2 separate regions of the Gossypium hirsutum genome follow, and region 2 is linked to region 1. Evidence: chromatin contacts called from public Hi-C data. All regions are on one chromosome and are shown on one strand. The core of a region is the stretch at or near the end of the contact, and the rest is flanking DNA. Distances in the headings are between cores, read along the strand shown.

The links. A called contact is a pair of places that touch in the nucleus more often than the background predicts.
Region 2: a Hi-C map of leaf shows a contact between it and region 1, with 5 times the contacts expected there. The contact joins the promoter of LOC107961688 here to the promoter of LOC107959819 in region 1. A contact is called at or near these places in 15 of 34 Hi-C or Micro-C datasets (callus, fibers, hypocotyl and 3 more).

The regions. Positions count from the first base shown.
Region 1 is chrA05:101,140,790-101,147,600 of Gossypium_hirsutum_v2.1, reverse strand. It overlaps LOC107959819 (inositol hexakisphosphate and diphosphoinositol-pentakisphosphate kinase VIP2), which reads left to right and starts at 3,140. Exons shown (of 30, transcript XM_016895974.2): 1 at 3,140-3,647; 2 at 3,832-3,891; 3 at 4,456-4,502; 4 at 5,037-5,120; 5 at 6,015-6,078; 6 at 6,477-6,630. The coding sequence starts at 3,561.
Region 2 is chrA05:101,328,122-101,334,932 of Gossypium_hirsutum_v2.1, reverse strand. It overlaps LOC107961688 (galactose mutarotase), which reads right to left and starts at 2,715. Exons shown (of 5, transcript XM_016897766.2): 1 at 2,345-2,715; 2 at 2,140-2,189; 3 at 1,192-1,315; 4 at 1,005-1,112; 5 at 173-907. The coding sequence starts at 2,522. The coding sequence ends at 288.

The DNA.
Region 1 (6,811 bases), core at 1,891-4,390:
TTAGTCGATGTAAACTAAGTGCTTTACACGTCAATCAAAGTTTTATTATAATATGATAAAAATTTGATATTTTAATAATAGGTATTGTATAAAATTTGAAACATTAGTATACTTTTATCAGTTTTTATATGGAAAAATATTTGGTACATTACTAGTAGAATTTAAAAATTCTACAAGTAGGGTTGGGATGATGATAAGTGTATATAGGATACAATAAAAAATTGGGATAAATATTAAAACTAGACATGAACTATCATATAAGATACAATTTGATACATGAACTATGATTTGATGCAATCATACACTTGAAACTTTGATAGTTGTTCAAATATATACATGAAACACTAATTTTGATTCAATTACATACATTTTTAAAAAACTAAAATACATTAATTTACTTTTATATTGAATAAATATAATTATTTGTGCATGCATCATGTTAGTGTAAATTAGTGTTATATCAATAATTGTGTCAGTGATTAGTGAAAGTTGAATCAAATTAACATTTAATGTAAAAAAATGCATAAAATTAAAGTTCATATTTAAAGTTCATATTTATAGGGTTGGATTTTTTTTTTTTGAAAATGGGTAGGATGGTTTTTGTTTTTAAAAGGGGTAATGTCACTTTTGTTACTTGTACTTTTATAAAATGTTCAATTTGATACCTGAACTAGTAATTTGTATATTATTTGCTATTTGTATTTTCATAAAATGTCCAATGTGGTACCTGAACTATCAATTTGTGTATTATTTAGTCCTTGTACTTTCATAAATTGTCTAATGTGGTACTTATACTTTGAGAATGTTCAATGTAGTACTTGAATTATCAATTTATGTATTATTATGGCATCTAAAGTTAACACCCATAATAAATACTAAGCCAACTAATGAAAATTCGGCACATGAATTTTTTCAAATCAACAATTCCATATGAATAACATAATATTATGTGAAATGGAAAAAAAATGAAATGATATTTGAGATCAAGGTATTCAAACTTTTATTCAAGCTCAATAAGTCAAGCAAGAGACATAAAATTGGGGAAATTTTGGCTTATATAAATTTTGGAAAATTTAGGGTTCTTAACAAAATCTAAGTAATCTTGAGTTAAAAAATGATGATTTTTTAAAGTTAAACTTATATTGTTTAGATATAGTTATTTTTTAAAATTTAGTTTATTTAATTCCATTTTTTTATGCTTTATTATCTATTTTCCATAATATTATTATTCATGTGAAATTAATGATTTGGAAAAAATTCATATGTCGAATTTTCGTTGGTTGGTTTAGCATTTACTAAAGGTGTTAATTCTATATATTATAATAATACACAGATTGATAGTTAGGGTACCACATTAAACATTTTCAAAATATAAGTACCACATTGGACATTTTCAAAGTAGGGTACCACATTAAACATTTTATAAAAGTACCAAGTACCAAATAATACACAAATTAATAGTTCAAGTACTATATTAGACATTTTTAAAGTACAGGCATCATATGGACATTTTATGGAAGTATAGATACCAAATGTGACATTATCCCTTTTTTTAAAGTTGCCGGATCGGATCGAGATTGAGTTTAGACTGCCCTACCCTGGGATATTTACAAAATTACTCCTCATTTTATTTTTATTTATGATTTAACCCCTAAATGATTTTATGGGCTGTAAATTTATGTACTTGATTTCTGGCAGTGGTTGTTAGTAATTACACTAAAGTAATGATAGTTGAAATTAGACATTGGATGCTTGAAAAGGACATAAACCTGTAGAAAAGAACCAAATACAAAATTCGTATGTGACCATGTAATAGTGTTTATCTTGTGCTATTTACATGGAGCCATTGATTGAATAAACTCATCTATTGTAGGCAAGTAAATAGCTTTAAACGTCTTATATAAATTCATCTACTGCCTACTGCACTATTGTTCTTACTTCCTGAACTAATAGCTCCAATTGAATCAGATTTAGCAAAGTGACTAATATACATAATTTATATTATCAAGTAAGCAAATAAAAAATAGTTAGCACGTTCTCAAGACATTGTTTCATAATAAAAGATTTCAACATATTAGAATGAATTGTTTTATAATCAAAGAATTGGTTAATTTGAAACAATAAAATAAAATAAACTTCCATCAGGATGGGTTGAAATCGGGCTTTTAATAAAATTTTGAGTTGAGGTTAGGGCAAGTTTATTTTTTAATGTCAGGATCGAGTTAGAGTCGAGAGACGAGAGTAGAACTTAGGGTCGAGGTCGAGGTCGAGGTCGAGGTGGACAACAATTCACCTTGCACCATTGTCATCACTAATTACACATTTGATCAAAGTTTATGTATGGTTTTGAACTTTTACTACAATTTTTTAAAAAATAAATATATAAAAGAGATGTGAATCTACCAAATATAAACTTTTTTGTATTATACTATTTTTATATTAGTTTGAAATTAGTACATAATGAAAGTTGAAATTAATAAATCTAAAACAACTTATTTTTATGTTATGATTAAAAATATCAAATTTATTATATATTTATTTTATATTAAAGAAAATTCAAAATTAAACAATCTATTAAACTTATGAAAAATAGTAAATTGTACAAGGGCGAAGTTAGAAAATTGTTTAAGAGTCGAAATTAAATTGTAACTTTCAAAGGTTTAAATCAAAATTTTATCATTTGGGGGACAAAGTACAATTTTATCTTTACTAATTTAAAATTTTAAAAATTTTAAAGAACTTAAATAAAAAAAATTCATTTTAGGGGGCCGAGACCCATGCCAGCCCCAGGTTAGTCCTTGAAATTGTACCAAACATTTTAAAACTACAAATAATATTTTAAATTAATTCTCAAACTTTAAAATGTTTTAATCACATTGTCAAAATTAGAAGGTTATACCAATTACGTAATTTCATTTCGCAGTTAAGTGGTATGTAAAATAATTAAAAATTTAAAAATACATGCATACATACATACCCATAATGTATCAATGTGAAAGCAATAGGTTTAATTGATATAAGCTTTAAAGTAGGAGATGTAGTTAGAATTTAAACGGTAAGAAATTTACCAAAAAAACCCCGTAAACTTTGCACGTCCCTGTCACAAAGCAAAATCATCATCCACTTGAATATTCCGGAATCCAATATCTTTCCACTCCAAACACCCCCTCCCTCAATACTAAAATGAATCTATAAATATATTTTTAATTCAAAAAATAGAAGTTTTTCATTTTTGTTCGGCTTGGAAAGCGTTCCATCTCATTTTCCTCTCCGATATTTCTCGCGACTTACTCAACGCCTTGCCTTCTTTATTCTTCGCTGAATCGCTTTCTCTGTTTTTTCTTTCTTTTTTTTTCCCGTTTTCACTGTTTTATTTTATTTTATTTTTTACTTCTTCTTGATCTTATATTATACGTATGATAATATATATACCTGGAAGTTTCCGATTTGCGTTCTGGCGGTGATTCGCAGCGGAAGAGTTTTCCGTCGCAGTGTTCTTTTTTGTTCGCTGAGATTACTTTTCTTTTTTGAGATATAAAGAGTAAAAGGAAGATTCAGAGATGGTAGGAGCAGGAGATGGAAGAGGATATAAGAAGATAATTGTTGGAATTTGCGTCATGGAAAAGAAGGTGAAATGCGGAAGCGAGGTCCTTGTCTCTTTTGTTCGCTCGAGTTTTCTACTAAATATATGAAAAAATTATAATTTTTTCATAAAAAATATAATATAGTTGGACGACGTGTGACTTTGTATAGTAATATAATTTATTATTTATTGCTATGTGTTAATGCTTAAATTTTAAGCTTTTAAAACATTTCCTGTTCTTTTTTCAGGCTTTTTCAGCTCCAATGAGACAGATTTTGGACAGGATTAAGGCTTTTGGCGAATTTGAGGTAGATCAGATATAACTTTTAAACTTTAAATTAATCTGAATTAGAATTGTTTTATTTATGTATGAGTTGAATTTGATGTAACGTGAATTAGTTTACGGGAAATATAAATGGATAAACCATGGTTTGCTCATTTACATTGATGAAATATGTAAATTTTATTTTTTGGTAAAACTCTAATTAAGTGTTTGGAATGATATGCTGGAGTTTGTTAGTGTGTGCTATATTGCACCCTATGTTAATAAAACTTGGGTCTAAGTATTGGATATGATATGTGTTCAACACATGCATGTTAAATTTTTTTCCATGTCAGTTGAAGGGTACTTCAACGGCCATATTTCTTACATCCATGTCCGAATATGCATAAGATATGAGTGCTGGACGCATGTACTTCAAGAAAAATGTTTTGTTGTTTTGTTCTTATGGATTTCTTGCTTTGAAATGTCTTTCTTTTTTTCTTCTTGTAGATTCTCCATTTCGGTGATATGTACTTCAAGAAAAATGTTTTGTTGTTTTGTTCTTATGGATTTCTTGCATTGCAATGTCTTTCTTTTTTTCTTCTTGTAGATTCTCCATTTCGGTGATAGGGTTATTCTTGAAGATCCTATAGAAAGGTACATTTTTGGTTAATTAGTGGAATCACATTGTCTCAGATTTACATTGTGATATTTTTTATTTGGTTACAATTGGCATTGTTGGTGTCGTTATCATTTATTTATTTTTATTTTAAACTTAGAAGACAAAAGAAAGGAAGAAGAAAAAAGGGGTGGAGGGGATCCACAGATTTGCTCATTAAATTTCCAGTTGAAAGCAGTAAATAGACGGTTGCATTTATGTTGAAAAATTTGAAGTCTTCACTTTTAGCTGTTATCTTCCTATTGATTTATTGTCTTGTCATTTGTTTTTTCTTCGAAAGGTATAGTTTGAGTCTGAGCAACTGTGTGATTTGAGATCATAACTTACCCTGTCTCCTTTCATTGGATGATTATATGATTTTTCGAGGGAGTTAAGTTGGAGGATGTGGAGGGAGATGTCCATATTTGTGTAATGAGTGTACTTCTTGTTATCAAACTCAAACGGTCAAGGTTCACATTGTTTTTCTTACCTAGCTGAGAGGTCGTAATTTCTTGTAATTTTGCTTGTTTCAGCTGGCCAATCTGTGATTGTTTAATTGCATTCTACTCCTCTGGATTTCCCCTTAAGAAGGCTGAAGAATATGCTGCTTTAAGGAAGTAAGTTCTTATATATATATATATAATTTTGTATGCATGTATTCTATTTGCATGTTCACAATAGGGAATCGATTTGTAACTTCAATGTGGGAAACTTAACATAATGATTGAATAACTTTTTGACTGTCATACTTTCCTATCTGGCTACAAGTAATGTGCTAAATGTTGGTCAAGTAACGCCTTAAAAAATTAAAGAATTCAGAGCCATGATGATTACTTCAAAATTCTGATATTTTCTTTTGTACATAGGTCTTAAAATTAGATTCCATTGAAAGTTAATTATTTATATTAATTCTGATTGGATCTTGGGTTTAACTCATCAGCATCAATCCATCAATATGATGAGGTATGAGGTCCATAGATATAAAAGTATTAGGTCTCAATCCAAATGGAGTGTTAGTGAATGCTCAAGAGCAGTGGATCACTTTTTGAAATTCAGAAGATAATTATGTTCGAGGTGATGATCAATTAATATCTCTCTAGTTTAGGTTGGGAAAGTCTAAAGTTTTGCTTTTGCATGATTGCAAGGGAAAGTACCACAGTATGGCTGTTTTATTAAGTGCCATGGTATCCACTATTAGAGTCTAGACCTCCAGTAACTTTAGCCCTATTTATAGTCAATTTAACTTATATCTATCCTTCCGTGTAACTGGAGCCACGATCAGATTATTCCATCTCAACTATGTGTTTTTTTTGTCAGCAGAATCAATCTCTTAAAGATCAGAGAAAGCTAATTTCTGCCACAGTTCCAATTTTTTAATCTATAGAACATCTACAAGTTTATTACATTGTTTTGGTCATTCTAGTTCTTTGAATAATAACAATTTCTTCTTTTCTATACCAAGCAAGCAGTAATTAATTATGTTTTCCTACTATTTCTGCTCTATGATTCAGACCGTTCCTTGTGAATGAGTTGGAGCCACAACACCTTCTTCATGATCGACGGAAGGTATACGAGGTATACATCCTAAGCATCCATCTTGACGTTGTGGTTTTGACCCTTTTCCAGTTAGAAAAACCAAGACCACTCCACCTCACCTAAGTACTTTGTGGCAATTTTTTTAGGTCATATATGTTGCTTTTCATAGTCCTAAACCTTCATCCTTTGGAATGTAGGTGAGAGGCTCTTAGTGGTAGTTTGGTTCTCCTGTCGTCCATGTAATATTGTAAAGTTTGAATATTGGTTGACAGGAAGATTAAGGCTAGATCTATATCATAATCGGTCAAAGCTTCTATTCTTTGAGCAAAACCATTATCCTTTTAGCTTATCTGAGAACTGATTATATAAATGGTTGAAATGTATGATATTATAGCAGTTGATTGACAAAGACTAACCTTATTATTTTGGGATTCAAGCGACTTGAAATGTTTGGTATCTCTGTTCCAAGATATGCCCTTGTAAATAGAGAAGAACCATACCAAGAGCTGGATTACTTTATTGAAGATGAAGATTATGTTGAGGTCCATGGAAATCGTTTCTGGAAGCCATTTGTGGAAAAGCCTGTTGATGGTGAGTTTGGTCCTTAAACTTCTGTTTATCTTCTTGCATCTGTTAGCTCCTCACTGGTATCCTAAGCATGAACTTAATGTGGTTCTTTGTGGCCTTTTTCTTGTTTCCATAAAATTTGACTTGCAATTTGAAGAGTATGTTAAAGCGTCTATTCTTTTTGTTCTTGAAAAAAGATCAAATA
Region 2 (6,811 bases), core at 1,466-3,965, 190 kb before region 1:
GTTTTTATATAATATTTGAAATTACTCATAATTTCTCTCCAATTCATAAATAGAAAGATAATGTAGTTTCATATACTTGAACTCACGATCTCCCATATAAGTAAAAACTTTTATAGAAAATATTTTTAATCTTAAAAAATTTTCATAACATTTCAATTTATTACCCATAATCTTTCTTTTAAACCTTTAAAAAAAAAAGGTTTATTATCCCATCCTGAAATACATTACAATAAAGTTGTAGGAGATTCGACTTTTATATTAATAAAGGAGACAAGGGTTTTTTTTGTCTAGGAGGAAATCGAAAACTTGAACACCATAACATGCTTGTACTCTTTTCCAGGATAAACAATAGTAGATGGGAAATTTGGATGATTGACCGAGTCTGGAAATGCTTGAGTCTCCAGACACAAAGCTCCATGTGGTTCATAAACATATCCATCTTTCCCTTTCACATCTTTCAAGGAATTAGCCGTGTAAAACTGCACTCCTGCTTGATTCGTAAACAACTCCATCACCCTCCCCGATTTCTTATCTTTCACCACTGCTGCTTTCTTCAGCTTGCCATCCACACCATCGATCACGTAGTTGATATCGTATCCATTTTCAAGTTTGTTGATTCGGCTTCCCACCGTGTGAGGTTTGAGGAAATCGTAAGGGGTTCCTTTGACGGCGGCGAATTTGCCGGTGGGAATGAGTTGGCTGTTCACTGGAGTGTAGTGGGAAGCGAAAATCTGGACTTGTTCGGATAAGATGTCGCCACTGTTGTGGTTGCCAAGGTTCCAATAGGTGTGTTGGGCGAGGTTGACTGGTGTGGCCTTGTTTAGAGCTTTGGCCTTCATTCTCACGGTCAGCCTGTTGCCTGGGTAAAGGGTGTAGGTCACTGTTACTCTGAGTGCACCAGGAAATCCTGTCCATTATATAAACAACTTCAACATCAGATGAATGTTTCAACCACTGATAAATTAAAAGGTTGGAATTTGGTAAAAGAGAAAATGTGCAGTCACCTTCTTCACCATCATAACTATCATAGGCAAAAACAATGGATGGAGAATAGCCATCTTTCTTATACTTGTTCACTTTCCATACAACATCACTAAATCCAATAGGGCCACCTAATAATAATAATATTGTTATTAAAACATAAAATTTAGAAGAGATATTTAAAGGATGAACATTGAAGAACGAGAGTACCATGAAGCATGTTTTTGCCTTCATTAGGGATCAATTTATAATGGACTCCATTCAAAGTAAATTGAGCCCCTCCTATTCTGTTAGCAACCCTTCCAACAATGGAACCAATATACGAAGTATCATTCTGTCAAAAAAAGTTGCAAATTGAAAAATTAGGAAATCCTTTAAGATATGTTTCATTACTATGAAATAAAAATTTTAAGTTAAAATGAATTTTATCCAATAAATTATATTCAAATGTCTACATGCATTTAAAGAAAAACTGATTTGTCATTTTTCTATTAGAAAAAAATAATAATGACATGTAATCACAATTTTATATAATTTTTTCTTGTACTTAAAATGTATGAATACAATAAAAAATAAGGGATTTTGTAGACTGAATTTTCAAAGTTTTATCCTATTTAAAACAAAACAAGCCAAGTAATAGAGTCAATAATATAATTTTCAAAAGAAAAGATTTGACTTTTCAAGTCTATATAACAGTGCTAATAATTAAATAATTAATATAATATAAATAAATAAATAGCGAAAAATAAAAGAACAAGCCTGGCTTGCCATTTAAATAATTCATGTTATATGCAGCCAGCTTCTTTGAAAAGAAAAATTTGTATTTAATGAGCAGATTATATGACAAATCCAGCTGTAACCTTTTATCTTTTTATGATTCTTAGAGGGGATACCAATCAATCATGGCCCACTTTAGAAATTTTATCTACACATAAAGACAGCAATGAAAATCTTGTATAAATATATATATATATATATGATACCAATATTAATGGAAAATGACAATAGGTGAGACAAAAGTGAGAAATGATTTTATCCACCTTCACATGTATGTTGAAAAGAAAAGTTGCTTACATTAATAATGTTGCTTCATCTACCTTTTTTCTTTTCCTTCCATTTTAATATTACAAAAAACAAGAAGAGAGAAACAAGATTTACCTTGTAGTCATTGACAGAATCATATCCCAGAACAATATCACCCATTTTACCTGAAAATTATGAGGGAAAGTTTGATATAAGTGAAGAACAAAAAGCTGAAACTTAAAGAAGACATGAAGAAACAATCCAAAGGTTTTCAAGTTTGGGAGTGTTTTGGAGAGAAAAATAAAATCCAAGGGGTAAAGTTGAAGAGAAAGAAACAGACCATATTTGTCAGGGAGGAAGACTGAAACAATAGTTGCACCCCAGTTGGTGAATTTAACACTCAGATCACCTTTCTTCAGCTCATATATCCCAACCTTCTCCACTGCTGCTGACCCATTGATAATTGCAGAAGCAACAATAATGAACAAGGAAAACAACAACAAAGATACCTTAGCCATGTTTGGATTTTGAATGTGACAAGGCAGATGAGTTCTTAAGGTATTTATAGGAATAATGAGAGTGACTTTTAAGTCTTTGCTTAACACCAATATGAGCAAATTAAGGGTTTTAAAATATTATCCAAATAATGAAAATGTCTAATTCTTTCTTTATTTCTGGCTGGAATAATGTTTTGACTTTCAGAAAGATCTCAGTTTTTGAGGTGCCCCACTTTTACTTATACGTTTTGGTTTTTTAATTTTAAAAATTTATAAAATATTATTAAATCATTTAAAAGTTTTTATTTAAATCAGTATACTGGTAAAATCACGGTTGCATGGCCTTCTTTGTTTGTACCTCTTGCACTAATCAAAAGCTCTCATTCTCTTTCTTTTTTATGTTCAATTTGTTTCATGAAATAACTTCGAACGTCATGAATCTGCAAACTAAAATCAAAACAAGTTTCTTATGTGATCTCCAACACTGACTGTCAAACTGATTTAGATCTAAGATATGTTCTTTTACTTGTCGATGGGTAATGATTCACCGTATTAATCGTTGAATTGTCGCTTGGAGGTCACTAGATAAACTTTTAAAAAGCAAAGTTAACAGCCCAATAACTTAAATAAAAACTTTTGAATAATTTAATAACTTAAATATTTTTTTGAATAGTTCAGTGACCATTTTATAACTTTTTAAAACTAAATGATCAAAACGTAAATTTATTTATAATTTAATGACCTTAGATGTGGTTTACCCTTATATTTATGCATGTATAGCTAAAATGAATTTTCCAAGTTGTGGACTTTCATGCTCTGGTGGCTATAGTAGTAGTTGTCGAAATTGAGTCCATCAAAAAGATAAAAAATCAATTGAGATACAATAGTTGAATTGGTAATTAATTGAATTAATGATTGAATTGGATTTTATAAATTTTAATAATTTATTTAATTAAAAGTGAACCAACCGTTTAATTGACGGTCTCAGTAATTAAATCATTGGTTTAATTCTAAAAAATTATAATTTAAATATTGGTAGATGGCGAGAATTTTTTGTTTGAGAGTCAAAATAAAACTAAAATGATTTAGAGATCAAAGCTAATAAAAATTATATTAAAATGATTTAAATTAAATAATTAAAATTTCTATTCATAGGATGAAAATTAAATTATAAATTTCTCCTGCAAAATTTTTAAAGAGATTTAACCTGAAGTTTTATATTTTTTAGGCCAAGCAACTGCTGGCGTTGCCCCCACTCATAGATTAGAAGTATTAGTTTTTAGCAATTTATAATTATTTATGTGAAAAATGAAATAAAATAAAAATAAAAAAATAAAATAAAGAACACACAGATTTTTACGTGGAAACCCTTTTGGAAAAAAAACACGGGCAGAGGAGAAGAAAATTTACTATGTCGAATTCGAATTTTTTACAAGAGGAATAGACTATGTCTATTTATAGGCTTGTAAAGCCATATTCTAGTATGACTGAAACACCTTATTCTAATCAATATCAAATAGATGATATTTAATAAGGTTTAATAAAACCTTATTCTAAAAATAAAATAAAAGAAGTGTAATTCTATATGGATTCTTCTTTTATTTTATTTTACCACTGTATTTTATTTAAATAAGGATTCGGGTCACTTAATTCTAATAATCTCCACCTTGACACGAATTCTCAATGAACAAGTTCTTCATCGCTATTCTCAACGAACAAGTTTTCCACCGCTTCCATAAAACCCCTTAAGGGTTTAACTTCAACAATAAACACCAACCAAGTCTAAACAATGCTCAAACTTGGTTATAGGAAGTGACTTAGTTATCATATCTGTAGGATTTTCATGAGTACTAATTTTGCTCACAACTATATCACCACGAGCAATAATATCACGAGCAAAATGATACCGAATATCAATGTGTTTTGTTCTCTCATGAAACATTTGATCTTTTGTAAGAAAGATGGCACTCTGACTGTCACAAAATATTGTGCTGATTTGAAGGTCTTCATTGAGTTCACTAAAGAGTCCCTTCAACCAAATAGCTTCTTTACAAGCCTCAGTAATCGCCATGTACTCAGCTTTAGTGGTAGACAAAGCGACTGTAGTTTGCAAAGTGGCTTTCCAATTGATTGCACAACCTCCGATTGTAGAGACATAACCCGTGAGGGATCTTCTTCTATCAAGGTCTCTAGCAAAATCAGCATCAACATACCCAATGACTCCATCTCTAGTTCTTCCAAACTGTAAGCAAACATCAGTAGTACCTCCTAAGTATCTTAAAATCCACTGAACTGCTTTCCAATTTTCTTTACTGGGATTCGCCATATATCTGCTAACTGCACTAACTGCATATGATAAATCTGGATGTGAACAAACCATAGCATACATGAGAGATCCCACTGCACTAGAGTATGAAACATGTGACATGTACTCAATCTCATCATCTGATTGTGGAGACAAAGCCGATGAAAGTCTGAAATGGGCTGCTAAAGGAGTACTAATAGGCTTAGCACTCTGCATATTGAAACTGCAAAGAACTTTCTCAATGTACCCCTTCTGACTTAGGTACAATTTACTTGCTTTTCTATCTCTGAGAATCTCCATACCAAGTATCTTCTTTGCTGGTCCCAAATCTTTCATCTCAAATTCTTCACTTAGTTGGGCTTTGACCTTTCTTATCTCTCCTTTATCTTTTACTGCTATCAACATGTCATCAACATAAAGAAGTAGATACACAAAAGAACCATCACTATTTTTCTTAAAGTAAACACAACTGTCAAAACTACTTCTTTTGAAATCATGAGAAGTCATAAAGGAATCAAACCTCTTGTACCACAGTCTTAGTGACTGTTTCAAACCGTAAAGGGACTTTTTCAGCAAGCAAACGTAGTCCTCTTTTTCTGAGACTGTAAAACCCTCTGATTGTTGCATGTAAATATCCTCCTCAAGTTCTCCATGCAAAAATACAGTTTTTACATCTAACTACTCAAGCTCCAAGTCATGCATGGCCACAATACTAAGCAAAGCTCGTATCGAACTATGCTTAACAACTGGGGAGAACACATCTGTGAAGTCCACTCCTGGAATTTGACTGTAACCCTTTCCAACAAGGCTTGCTTTATATCTGAGTTCTTCAACTCCTGGAGTTCCTTCTTTCTTTTTAAAAACCCATTTACAATGAACAGCCTTTTTACCTTTAGGAAGTTTTACAAGATCCCATGTTCTATTTTTGTGCGGTGATTCCATCTCCTCTTGCATAGCAAACATCCACTTTTCTGAGTCTTCACAACTAATCGCCTCAGAATAGTTAGATGGTTTTTTATTCACATCTATATCTTCAGCCACATTTAAAGCATAAACAACTAGATCATCCTCAGCATACTTCTGTGGAGGTTTAATTTCTCTTCTAGTTTTATTTTTAGCGATAGAGTATTGCGGTGAAGAAGCAACTCTATTCTCAATTTTTGTACTGGCTTGAGGAGTCGACTCTGTATTAATCTGATGCTTCACCTACCTTTGATTTTCTTTATTGGAAGAGTCTTTAAGAGATAAGTTAGGTAGCATAGCAGTTTCATCAAAAACAACATCTCTGCTAATCACAACTTTTCTATTTTTAGGACACTATAACTTACACCCTTTTACACCAGCTTTATAACCAAGAAAAATGCATTTAATGGATCTCGGTTCCAATTTTCCATTATCAACATGAGTATACGCAGGACACCCAAAAATCTTTAAATCGGAATAATTAGCAGGATTACTAGACCATACCTCTTGTGGAGTCTTTTTCTCAATGGCAACGGATGGAGATCAGTTAATCAAAAAACATGCAGTGGAGGCTGCTTTTGCCCAAAATGACTTCGGTAAGTTGGCATTTGACAATATACATCGAACATTCTCCATGACCGTTCTATTCATTCATTCTGCAACGCCATTTTGCTGTAGAGTATGGCGAACTGTCAAGTGTCTCACAATCCCTTCTGACTTGCACAATCTATTAAGCTCATCAGAACAGAACTCTAAGCCATTGTCTGTGCGGAGGTATTTTATCTGTTTTCCTGTCTGTTTTTCAATCATAATTTTCCAAGACTTAAATGCGAAAAACACATCACTTTTTTGCTTTAGGAAGAACGCCCAAACTTTTCTGGAAAAATCATCAATAAAGGTTAGCATATAATTAGCTCCACCTCTCGAAGGCACTCTGGATGGCCCCCACAGATCAGAATGAATATACTCCAACGTTTCCTTCATGTTATGGATTCCTCTAGTGAATTGAACTCTCTTTTGCTTCCCAAAAACACAGTGCTCA